Linked DNA regions of Mus musculus: region 2 is linked to region 1. Evidence: chromatin contacts called from public HiChIP or PLAC-seq data. All regions are on one chromosome and are shown on one strand. Each heading gives the region's core, a stretch centred on a gene start, on an enhancer-like site or on the middle of the called end of the contact. The rest is flanking DNA. Distances are from core to core; before and after follow the strand shown. Region 1 holds the start of Lnx1 (ligand of numb-protein X 1). Region 2 has its middle 51 kb from the start of Lnx1.

Region 1 (5,631 bases), core at 1,747-4,246:
CTCAAGTTCTTTCTCAGACCACACTCTTGCTTCAACCCGGCTTTTCCTTCAGAATAATGCACAGGTAAGAGGCTAAAGTCAGCCCGTCATGGCGAAGCATGACTGGAATGCCAGCCCTTGGAATTGAAGGCAGGAGAATCAACAGTTCAAAATCAGCCTCCGCTACAAGATACTGTCTCAGAAGGAGGGGGCAGGGCAGGACAGGGAATACAGCTCAGTTATACAAGGCTTGCTTCGCATTCAGGAAGCCCTGGGTTCAAACACCGGCACGAAATAAAGCCAGATGTGGAGCTTCACGCCTGTAGACCCAGTACTCAGGAAAAGGAGGCAAGAGAATCCAAAGTCAAGGCTGTCTTCATAGATATAGGGAGTTTGAGACCAGGCTGCACTAGAGACCCTGTCTAGAGTGGGAGAGCGGGGGTGGGGGGTGGGGAGTGGGAGAGAGGAAGAAGAGGGAGAGAGAGGTAGATTCACATTTAGGACCTCACCCAGTGAACACACCATTAGAATCTCCCTGATTTCTTTTCACAGTTTAGGAAAGGCCCTGTTTACAAACTGCCCTAGTTCTGCCACTCGCTGTGTGAGTCAAGTTCCCTGCTTCTCTGTACCCTGGTTCCTTGTCCTGTTGCGTGTAAATGATGTCAGGAGCTGACATTGGGGTTCCGGTATAAAGTGCTTGGGGAGAGTACGCGGGCCTGGCAAGCTCTTGCTGTCTTTCTTACTCCGTGTTCGCTTTAGTGGTCATTATTTCTGTCTGCCTCCCCCCACCTTACCTTAGAATCTAAGACTTTGTTCAAACACAACAGCCGGAATGAAACAGTGGAGTTTATACTGAACTTGGTTTTAGTCTTTAAAGAATAGGCTACATTCAGCTGCATAGAGAAGCCCTTCTCTTGGCTAACCATATAAAATATCCAGGAGTTTCTCTTCTCTTACACAAGACACCTGAGCCTTAGCTCCACTCCCAGTTTAATGCTGATCCACTTCCTCTATTTCCCCTCTCTCTCCTAAGTTTGTCTTTCTTTCACCAGGCTATCCGTGCAAGTGGCTGTGTGTTTGTGAATACAGCCAGAAAAATTCCCATAGTCTAAAGGCCTTCCTTCAGCGAAGTTCTGTGCGCGTTCATTGATTGCACATTTTATGCAAATATATTTCTCCTGTGCCTCTCTGCCCAGGGTTTCTGTGCCTGGAAATCTAACTGCCTCTCCAAGTCAGAGCCAATCCCCTTGGGCAAGGTGAAGCTTGACTGACAGCACAGAGAGGGCGGAACTCAATGAGGGGCGTGGCTTTCTGCAAGCTGGCTAGCCTTGGTCTCCTCCTACCCCCGGGGACACGGGGACACGCTGTCTCAGGAAGGAGAAGCTTTTGTCTTGCTGGGCTAATAGTACTTCCTCCCACCCCCACCTCCTGCCTCGAAAAACCTGCACTTGAAAGGTTCAACTACCTTTATTATCTTCCCACTCCTCAACCCCCAAGCCCCAACCCCCTCCCCCTCCCTCCTTTTCGAACCTTTTGCTTTTATCGGTACAGGGTAGCCACGCCTCCCTTAGTTTCTATTGGATAAAGTAGCGAAGAGAGGTGTGTGTATGTGTTTGTTTTAAAGAGTCCCAAGCTGCTTGGTCCCAGATGGATGCGCTGTTTAGGCCTGTCTGGGGTGAACCAGTGATTTGAAGTTGCCTCCTGCGCTAACTTCATCTTCCTTCTGCTACCCTCTCCTTTTACTTTACAAGGTACCGAGTGACAGGGAGCCAGCTACCAATGTGGGCACTCAGGGAGAAGGTGCTTTTTTACTATTTCTAACTCTAGCTGTCCCCTAGTCCCGCCCACAAACCACGGCTAGGCCGTGAGGTGTTAGAACAGGCGACTTCTACAGTTTCAAGATCAGGAGGGGGGAAAGATTTTCAGCAGACGTTTTCTTCGTTAGGGGACCAAAGTGTGCCTGGACCAACCCAGGAGAGAGAACTCCCCAGGGTCCCCAGGTAGCACATTCCGAACAGTGACTACATCTGCGAGGGAGGCTGGCTGCGAGCCACAGACACACAGCAATTCAACAGGCTGATGGGACAAGATGCCACAGGCCTTAACCAGCAGGCAGGAATCCTCTTAGCTGTCACTCAAGTGCCAGCTGAGTCGTGCCATTAGCCTGCTGGAAAAGCTGAAGCAAGGGTGACTTGTCCAGGGTCACACACCAAGCTTGGGACCAAAATAGCCCTGAGTCCTCTTCCCTATCTCTCCCTGCAGACAACATGGCCTTAGTAAGGCGCTATCATTCTAACCTGAATCATTTAAAGTACTCCTAATTGCAGGCCTACTGTGGACTGTAACCACCACGTGACAGACAGGCCGAGGTAGGAATGCCTGAAGTTTTACCAATGCCTGAATCTATTATTAATATGCTGGGGACCGCGAAGGTGTTTGGGAAATGATGCTGAAAGGTATCAAAATTAGATTTTTTTAAGTAGACTTAGGTCATCTCTGGTTTGTTATAATATTGGGACAGAAAAACACTAGGAACTCAAAGGGATGTGATTCAGAAAGGCGTTAGTGGGGACAAGTCCCAGATATGGCTAAGTCTTCACAACCTTTTCCTTCCCCCCCCCCCCCTACAAAAATCCCTGTCTCCTTCCAGTGTTTAAACTTCCCTTTTAATTCTGATGTTGGCAGCTGTGTGGGCTCCTGTGAGCCTGGAGGGGAAACAATATCAGGCATACAAGATGGGCCTGGGAAACAATCAGGCATTCGCATTCAGATCTGTACACGGGGCTAGACACGTGCTATGCTCAGAAAGGAAAGTAAATTCCACTTGGCAAATTGCTCTAACTGATTCATTTGTCCTCTGAGAGACGCCACCTACCTGCTCCAAGGTAGTCAGGTAATTGACGGGGGCGGAGCCTCTGGGGATGTTTTAGTCCCTAAGGTCTCAGCCAGACTTCCGTGATGTCACAGATTTCCTGCTCTGAACCAACCAATACCCTTCTTCTTCCTCCAGCCACCTGTACACCGAAGTTGAGACCGGTCACAGCTCAGGCGGCCCTAGACGCTTCTGGCACAGGGATGGAGGCTGGCTGGTCACTGCTGCTTTGAAAGTCCCAAACATCTTTGAACAGGTGAGAAGAAACTACTTTTTCCTCTCTTTAGACCTCTGGCCCAAAAGGGATCTGAACAAGGAATCTGAATTTAAAAAAAGAAAAGAAAAGAAAGAAAAAGTAAAAGAAAGACCACTTACTGGCTCAGTCCAGAGTAACACTCTGAGAGTAGAGATGTCTGCGCCAGTCTTACTCCATGGCCAGCAACGTTATCTCGGCCAGATATTTAATCATTTTTGTTTCCTGATTATTAATCCGGCCTCTACTTGTTGGTGACGTTGATCTGATTCTTTTTAAAACCCCTGAGAGAAGTGAGGTGAGATGCTTTTTGAAAGTTAGTTCAAATGTGCAGACCAGTTCAGCCTGTTTTGTGTGTGTGTGTAGGGGGTGGTGTGGGGTGCTGGGGACATTCACAAAATTCAGATTGTCCTTTTTTTTTTTCTTGCTTGCATTCATGTCATCTGAAGCAATTTTGATCCAAAGCTGTAATACTTCCCTAGGTCTTGTTGTTTACAATAGAAAGTCAATACTAAAGGTAATAAATTCTGGCTCCCTATTTATAAGCTTTCTTCTCTCTCCCTCTCTCTCCTTCTCTCTCTCTCTCTCATAAAAATCCTTTAGTTTCCTTTATTTGTGGAAAATATTTAGCAGTCTGGATTAGAACTGTTTACCTTCAGGCCAGATAGGTTGCCTGCTGACCTTTGGCTAAAGTAAAGATTACCCTTCAAGGCCACAAGAATGTAACGCCAGGCCTGGCTTTTGAATTGTTGAAACTCTCTTGTTGTTTCTATCTTTTCTATATTAATAAATATATGGAAGAGGCTGCTCTGCTAGGACCCGACTCTAAAAGTAATTGTAAATCCTCAAGGACCCATATTTATTTTTCTAATCCTGACCACATAACCTGCTCTCAACGAGCCTGAGAGACCCACTCCACTAGCTAATATTATTAACAAGGGCAAAGAAACAAGTCCCCAATCTGTCTTCTTATCAACTTAGCTGGGAAGCTCCAGGAGAGAAATAAATGAATCCTGAGACATTCCATTTTATAGACTTTGATTAGTCCCTTTCCTGGGTCTTAAATTAGCAGCGGGGTTTATAAGGAAATCATCCACTAGGAAATAAGCCCAGAGACAGCCCTCTAAAAAGTAAAAGAACATGCCAAACATCCAACTGTACGAACGCACTGCCCTCGAACGGCTGCTTCTTGCTGGTAAGTGTCTGCTTTGTGCTTGTTACTGGTTTCTCTCTGACTCTTGGGAAGCTCGTAGTCTCTTTTCTAGCTGACCTTTGTGCCCAGTATTGTCCTCTAAGCTAGTGTGTTTGCAGAGTGACTGCCGTTGATGCCTTAATAACATTCTCAGTTGATTCAGAGGTTTGTGAGCAAGGTGAGAGAAGGACTCCCCATAGCCTGGATTTTGTACGCCATACATTTGTCTTTGATGTTCCAAACCTCTGCAAACTTTCACCCCTTCTCCTATACCTGGTTAATTAGTTATTTTTAAAACAATGGACCTATTATTAAATAACAAATTGTTTGATCATTGTCTCTAACTGCATAGGAAAATAATATTATGTTTTTATTGCCCCCAATTCAAGAAAAAGGAAAAAAAAAAAAAAACCATGACAGGGCAGAAATCAGAGTCCAGTCAGTGTCTAGTACAGGGGTGGGGTAGCTTGTTGGATAACTTGCAGGTGTTCTCCCTGAGAAGTTGCCATGACAACTCCACTAGTTCAGGTGTATACCAGTGCGATTAGGAGATTTTACATCCTTTAGCAAATTACTGAACTTCTCTGGACCTCCATTTCCTTCTCGGTAGGATAAGAGATATAAGTACTATGTAATGTGGTTCTCTGAGTAGAGGCAGTGCCTGGTACTGAGCCAGGGACAAATGAAAGCCAAGTCCCTCTCTACTGGAGGAATTTTTCTGGGAGCTTGGACGTGTGTGAGCCCATGTAGCTCTCCTGTGGCTGCACTGGTTCAGAACCCGGCTCTTATTACTGTAATTAATTGTCAGTAATTAACACCACTGTTAACAGTTTGGAGAACACACAACAGTCCGGAGGAAGGAGAATGAACAAGCTGTCATTCCCTGAGCCAGGCAGCGTGGTCTGCCAGCCCCCTTGGCGAAGCAGAGTCTGGAGTGGTCGCTCTTCCTTCTTGTCCCCAGCTCAAGGCTCTTTTGATGCATTCACAAAGTGTGAGTTCCTAACGGGCGTTCAGGAGAAAGTCTTGTTGTTGTCGTTGTTGAGTGCTCTGACTTTCAGGGAGCCCAGTTCGTTTTCATCATGCTACCACCCTGAGTAGCCTTGGGTACTTTGTCCCCTCTAATCTCATAGTCAAACATCTTCTACCTCAGACTCCATGAGCATTTGGCCAGGTCAGTATGAGAGGTGACAGATAATTGCAACCTGTACCACTCTGTGGAGGGAAGGCTCATAGAACCTTTGGATAAAATCCACACCTATGAATAGAATATGTTGTACCCATCAATGACCTTGAATCATTGCATCAGAGCAGTTGTGGTCCCAGACCCGCTGCGGG
Region 2 (5,631 bases), core at 1,164-3,663, 51 kb before region 1:
ATCTCTGCTCCCAGGGTTTCTGTTCCATCCACCCTTAGAACTCTCAGCTGCCTAGCTGCCTTCTCTCCTGCTGCCGCTGTCGTTCCTGCCATCCTGTCTCTGTGTTATCAGCTCAGCATGATCGACTCAAGATGAGGCTCAAAGGAGCTGAGACACTGGAGAGAAACCTTTTGTTTGATCTAATTTTGTAACACCAAGGGGTAACACAGGAGGGTATGTCCTGGCTAGTTCAAAAAGCAAGTCAAACCACCATGTGTAACAAGAATGTGTGTAGCAAGAACACACACACACATGCATACACACACACACACACCTCACTTTGCTTCGATCTTCCAAGCATCATTACCTTGATTGTTGGAATTCTGGGTATGAGCTACCAAGGCCAATGTTAGTTCTGTTTGTTTGTTTTGTTGTTGTTTTAATTTGTTTTGTTTTGCTTTCTTAGACAGGGTTTCTCTGTGTAGCTCTGGCTGTCCTGAAACTCACTCTGTAGACCAGGCTGGCCTCAAGATCCAACTTGCCTCTGCTTCCCAGAGTGCTGGGGTCAAAGGCATGCGGTGTCAGTGCTAATTCTGCAATTTTTAAAACAAAACAGCAATCTCACAATATTAAAGAGACCTTTGTGCAGCGTGAGCTGTACCAAGTAGTGGTGGGAAGGAGTCTGACCCAGCTGAGAGTCATTTGAGGGCATCCGGCCTGCCTGTTCTTGTCACGACACACTCCGTCTCCGTTTCCAGAGATGATCACTCAGGTAAAGGATAGCCAGGATGTGACAATCACAGCAAATAACAACTATAAAAAGTGAGATTTCAGCATTCCTTCCCCAAAGTGTTTCCCCCTAAAAGTCATGCGGGTTCTGGCATACAATTAGGACATGCAGCTGCAGCTGGTTTGGAACAAGGAGAACCTGTTTGGAAAAAAAAAAAAAAACCAAAAACACAAAAACACAAAATGGGACCCAGCTGCCTGAAGCAGTTTAGGAAATATCACTTTTCATTACAATGTGGTTTTGAACTGATCTGATCAGTTAATCAAAACAATAGACTAGAGCTTCTTAAATTAAAAGTTTAAAGGCTTTTGGGGTGTTTGTTTGTTTGTTTTGGGGTGGTGTTGTGTCTCGGCTTTCCGACAGCCTGAAATAGCATCATGAATTTCTCCTTCTAAGACCTCTATGACACCGTGCACTGTTCTTTTCATTCAGGATGTCTACCGTTGCTGCTTTCCTTGCTTTTAGTAAATGCCAGTCATGTTGCCAGAGTTGGAAGCAAGGTCGTGGAAGCTGTAGCCTTTGTCGAATGGAGCCCGGGATGCGCCTCTTCTCTGTCACTCTCCCAGAATATGCCAAGTTTAGTCTTGCAGCCCTGCCTGCACAGAGCCCAGAAAGAAGTGAATCCCCTTCAAAGAGAAATGTCTGTAACTTACAGAGAGCAAAACAAAAACAGCAACAGTGAAAAAGACCAAAACACAAACGTCTTGGGATGATTGGCCTCAACCTCATCCTGAGCATCCTGCACAGATGGCTCAAACTTTCTGCAATTTGGAATTTAATGAGGGGTTTTAAATTTAATCATTGCTTCTAAAAACTGGACTTTCTTCATGTCATAACTCAATTTACTTTCTCCCTCCCCTCTGCAGTCTCTGAATCCTACTCAGGAGAGAATCAGGTGGGAACCTGTAAACACAGAAAGAGTGGGAAAGGCTGTGTGATCAGAGGCTGCAACAAGACTTGACCCCCTCGGAAAGCAGGAGGAAGAGATGGGAGCAGGATGCGTGTTCCCACTGCTAGCTTTTCCAGAGACTCTTAGATACCACCTAGGCCTTCCAGGTCTGCTTTCCTTCTGTGACAAGAATGGAATACTTTTTTTTTTTTAAGAGCAAAATACCATTAGAATAGCACCAAGAAAGGAACAAGACCCCCAGCTCCAGAGACAGGATGCGGAGCTCTGCTCTGACCCAGGTGACTCAAGATGAAACTGTTCCATTAAATTCCTCAGAGAGTTTGACCAAGTTTCCCCAAAACATCTAGGACCTGGGAGACACTAGTTTTCTCAGCTAAGGCCAACAATGACTTCCATCTTTATGATTCCAGTATGATATTTATTTGACAAGCAAGTTATACATGGGTATATCCGAAGTTGGCTATGAAAGGAACACTTTCAGCAGGGCCTGCTGGCCCACATCTGCCACCCAGCACGTGGTTGGCTGAGGCAGGATAAGCTCCAGTTTGTGGCCAGCGTGGAGTACATAGTGAGCTGTAGGCCTGAGCTACATGATGGGAATCTGACTCAATAAAAATAAACAAAGACAGACAGACAGACAAGGAAAATAAATGGTGTAAAGTATACTACCAGTCCATGACCCTTGAAGAGGAGGTTCTGGTGGGAACGTAATGAAGAGCCAACCAGGAGCCTTAGGTGGTTCGCTGGCTTTCTGAAGAGGCAAGTGGATAGTGAGTGATTCATGGACCATGAGACCCACAATTGCCTGACTAAGCCACCCACCAAAGAGTGATGGGGGTGGGGGATGGAAGCAAAGGAACAACATGTCTCAGCTGGCCTGGCATCCCTGTACCAGTGTAGCTTGCCTAAACCAGGACACTTAGAGGCTGCACAAGGGGCTGGTGTGATGGCCACACCTTTGATCCCAGTACTCAAGAGATAGACCAGCCTGGTCTACAAAGCAAGCTTTGGGACAGTTGGGGCTGTTGCAAAAAAAGAAACTCTGCCTTGAAGAAAGAGAGGAGAGAGAGGAGAGGCACTACACAAGCACCTTCAGTGCCTGCCAGGCCTCAGCATAAGACCTGAGAGGCAGAGGGAAGGAGAACCTTACTTTTCTAGACAGCATCCTAGCCCCAGATTGGTCAACGACTCCTGATGGCACCAGGCACTTCTCCCATTATTTCTCCTTTCCCAAGGAACAGCCCAGGAGTCTAAGGAAAGCCAAGGAGAGCGGTTCCATACTACTTACCCAGTCCTTTTCCAGTAGACAGGAAGTCTCTTCCAAATATGGACAGGAAGTTGTTTCCTGGTTCTGCCTCAATGCAAATAAATAAAATCCCTGTGTGAATAAATAATCTAGTTGGTGTCCCAGCATTGTCTAACACATGCTAACCAGGATTCCAGAGGAGACTATGAGGGTGTGGCGGGGTGGGTGAGTCACCATAGTTTTGCAAATTCATATAAAACCGAAAACAGATGAACTCCCAGCTTAGGGTTTTTTAGTTCTGAGTGACTCAAGGCAAATATGTTGGTTATTAGAATTTGGAACACACACACCCACCCCTTAAGTTGATGTTCTAAAGTTAAATGGTGCTTGCTTTCCCAAAGCTAGTCACTGAACATTTTTATAGCAGTACAATATTCTCTCTTGACTGTTGGCTTCATGAGGAATGAATTACAAAATCTAACATGGGAAGTCAGAAATGGATTCAACTGACACTTCCGGAGCTCTGCCTGACCCTTCCCTGGCCAGGACACAACTGTTTGAGAAGAATGGACGCTTGGGAGAGAGGGGAGGGTATAGATTCTAAGGCCACAGGTGCTTGCTCACTGCCTGGTCTGCCTGGGAAGTCAGTGCCTGAGTCTGAGTGAGGACATCAAATTCCCCTCTGTAGATATTTAAGAAACTCAGGCTGACAAGATAGCTTAGCAAGGACCTTTGTCCTTCAAGCCTGACAGGTACAGACACTGGAGACCTCACAGAGGCGATAGAAAACCAAGTCTACAAGGTAGTCCTCTGAATGCCACAATCACGCTGTGGAGCGAGTGCCCACCCAACAAAATAATCCCCCGCTCATAATACCAAGAACGAGTTCAATTTAAAAATTAAAAGAAAGTCAGTTTTCTTAAATGCCCCAAATTAAGAGGAAATAGTGTGTGTGTGTGTGTTTTTTTTTTTTTTCATATTCACATGGCTCTTTACTGGATTAAAATTTCAGGCCTTGTTACGTACCCAGACTCAATAAAATCTGCTCCTGCCTTCATGAAAGAAACCTAGCTGTGGGTAGAAACATGGATGTGGAAAGGTAAACTATAAATATATTAGGCAAATGGATACAGAATGCAATAGGCTGGTAGATTGCTCAATCATGGGCATAAGGACCTGAGTTTCATCACCAGGACTGCCACAAAAACTCTGAGCTTAGTACTACACTCCTGTAATGCCAGTTCTGGGAAGGTGAAGATGGGTCAGATTTTGGCACTCCTTGGCCAGCCAGTGTAGCCTAATTGTGAACTCCAGGCCAGTGAGATGTTCTATCTCAAAAACAAAGAAAACCAAGATGGTTGGTACCCAAGCTACAGCATCTGAAGATGATCTCTGGCTTCTGTTATCATGAAACACACACACACACACACACACACACACACACACACACAAGAGTACCTGTGTGTGCACACAAAGAATATACACAGCCAAAGTACATTAAATATAATATTAAATGTTTCTAAGCTCAGATTTCATTTGCGCTGAGATCTGAAAGATGAGAGAGAGAGGCAGGAACAGAGAGTTTGTATGTGAAGGAGGAAAGGCCAGAACAGAGCACCCTGTAAGAGCAGAAGCTGGGCGGTGAAGAGCGCTGGGGGCATCCAAGGATCTGCCAGCAAGCTAATGCATCCTTCGGAAAAGCCAAAGATGTGAGCCATCCCGACATGCCAAACCCTCAGGGCCAAGTGAGAGGTCTCATAACTCACCCCGAGGCTTAACAGACAGGCCCACGGCATGTTCTGAATATTACATTTTAGAAAGTCTGTCTTTTGGAATTGGGAGTGTAGATGCAGGAGCAAAACGGGGAGCAAGAAGTCCCCGTCAGTAGACTAGGTACAGAACTTCAGCGTAGCCTGGAGATGCTATTTTCCTTAGAGATGGCACAATAAAAGTGGGGATGGGAGGAGGAAGCTGAGGAAGGTTGGCTTCCAGGATGGAACGTGAACTGGATGGAAGAGCCGCAGGCTGAGGGGGAGTGCAGGAAGAAGGTTAAAAAACAGAGTTGGCTTTGAGGGTTAGATTCAAGGTGGCTGTGAGACATGAGAACAGTTCAAAGTCAGCAAGGAGTCCCAGCCTCTCAGAGACTCAAAGATGGGAGATATTGCTGTACAGACAGTATGGAAGCCACTGGAGACTTGGACTCTCCACTGCCTCTCCCATTTGCACTGAGTGGGTAAACCAAGACAGATTAGATTCGGCAGAGATGGTGAAAGGCATTATTAGCTCATGGCCTTTAAAGAAACTATTTTCTACCTCCTTTTACAGTCGGAACATTTTTTGAGTAGGAAAACAGCCTGAGAAAAGGCTGAGTCAGGTTCCAGCTTCATCACGCTTAGAAGGCAGAAATGATTTCATATGATTTTCCATTGCCCAGCCTTAAGGCCCCTCCCTCAACATGCACCAAATATAAGATTCTCCCATGTGTCACTGGGCACATTACTTTGCTGAGACTGTCAAGAGTGCACCACTTCTCCTATGGTGAAGAACTGCTTGCTTTCCTGTAACCATTAGGATTTGGGTTACATCTGGACATCTCTGCAGAGTTGGAGCGTGTCACTAGCTGGAAAGTTGTCTGCTAATGGAAAGGGCAGTTCTGAGCCATGGTGTTTGAGCAAACTTGGGCCTCATGCGGTCGACGCCAAGCAT

What was found. HiChIP or PLAC-seq counts read pairs in DNA pulled down with a chosen protein or histone mark.
Region 2: a CTCF HiChIP or PLAC-seq map of the NIH/3T3 cell line shows a contact between it and region 1, with 11 read pairs. The contact joins the enhancer-like site here to the promoter of Lnx1 in region 1. A contact is called at or near these places in 1 of 15 datasets of contacts at CTCF or cohesin (the NIH/3T3 cell line), 4 of 484 Hi-C or Micro-C datasets (embryonic stem cells, liver, nephron progenitors and 1 more), 1 of 115 datasets of contacts at active chromatin or transcription factors (embryonic stem cells) and 1 of 9 other capture datasets (adipose tissue).

Annotation. Positions count from the first base shown.
Region 1 is chr5:74,700,268-74,705,898 of GRCm38.p6, reverse strand. Lnx1 (ligand of numb-protein X 1) reads left to right here and starts at 2,996. Exons shown (of 11, transcript NM_001159577.1): 1 at 2,996-3,107. Gm15984 (a long non-coding RNA gene) reads right to left here and starts at 3,427. Exons shown (of 4, transcript XR_001784879.2): 1 at 3,227-3,427.
Region 2 is chr5:74,750,678-74,756,308 of GRCm38.p6, reverse strand. No RefSeq gene overlaps it. Among named protein-coding and RNA genes, the nearest start is that of Lnx1, 51 kb to the right of the region's middle. Within about 2 kb of position 2,413, at least 54 of the 459 cell types and tissues checked have an H3K27ac peak or open chromatin away from gene starts, as enhancers often do. A contact at or near this core is called in the NIH/3T3 cell line and pancreatic cancer cells, where this site is marked.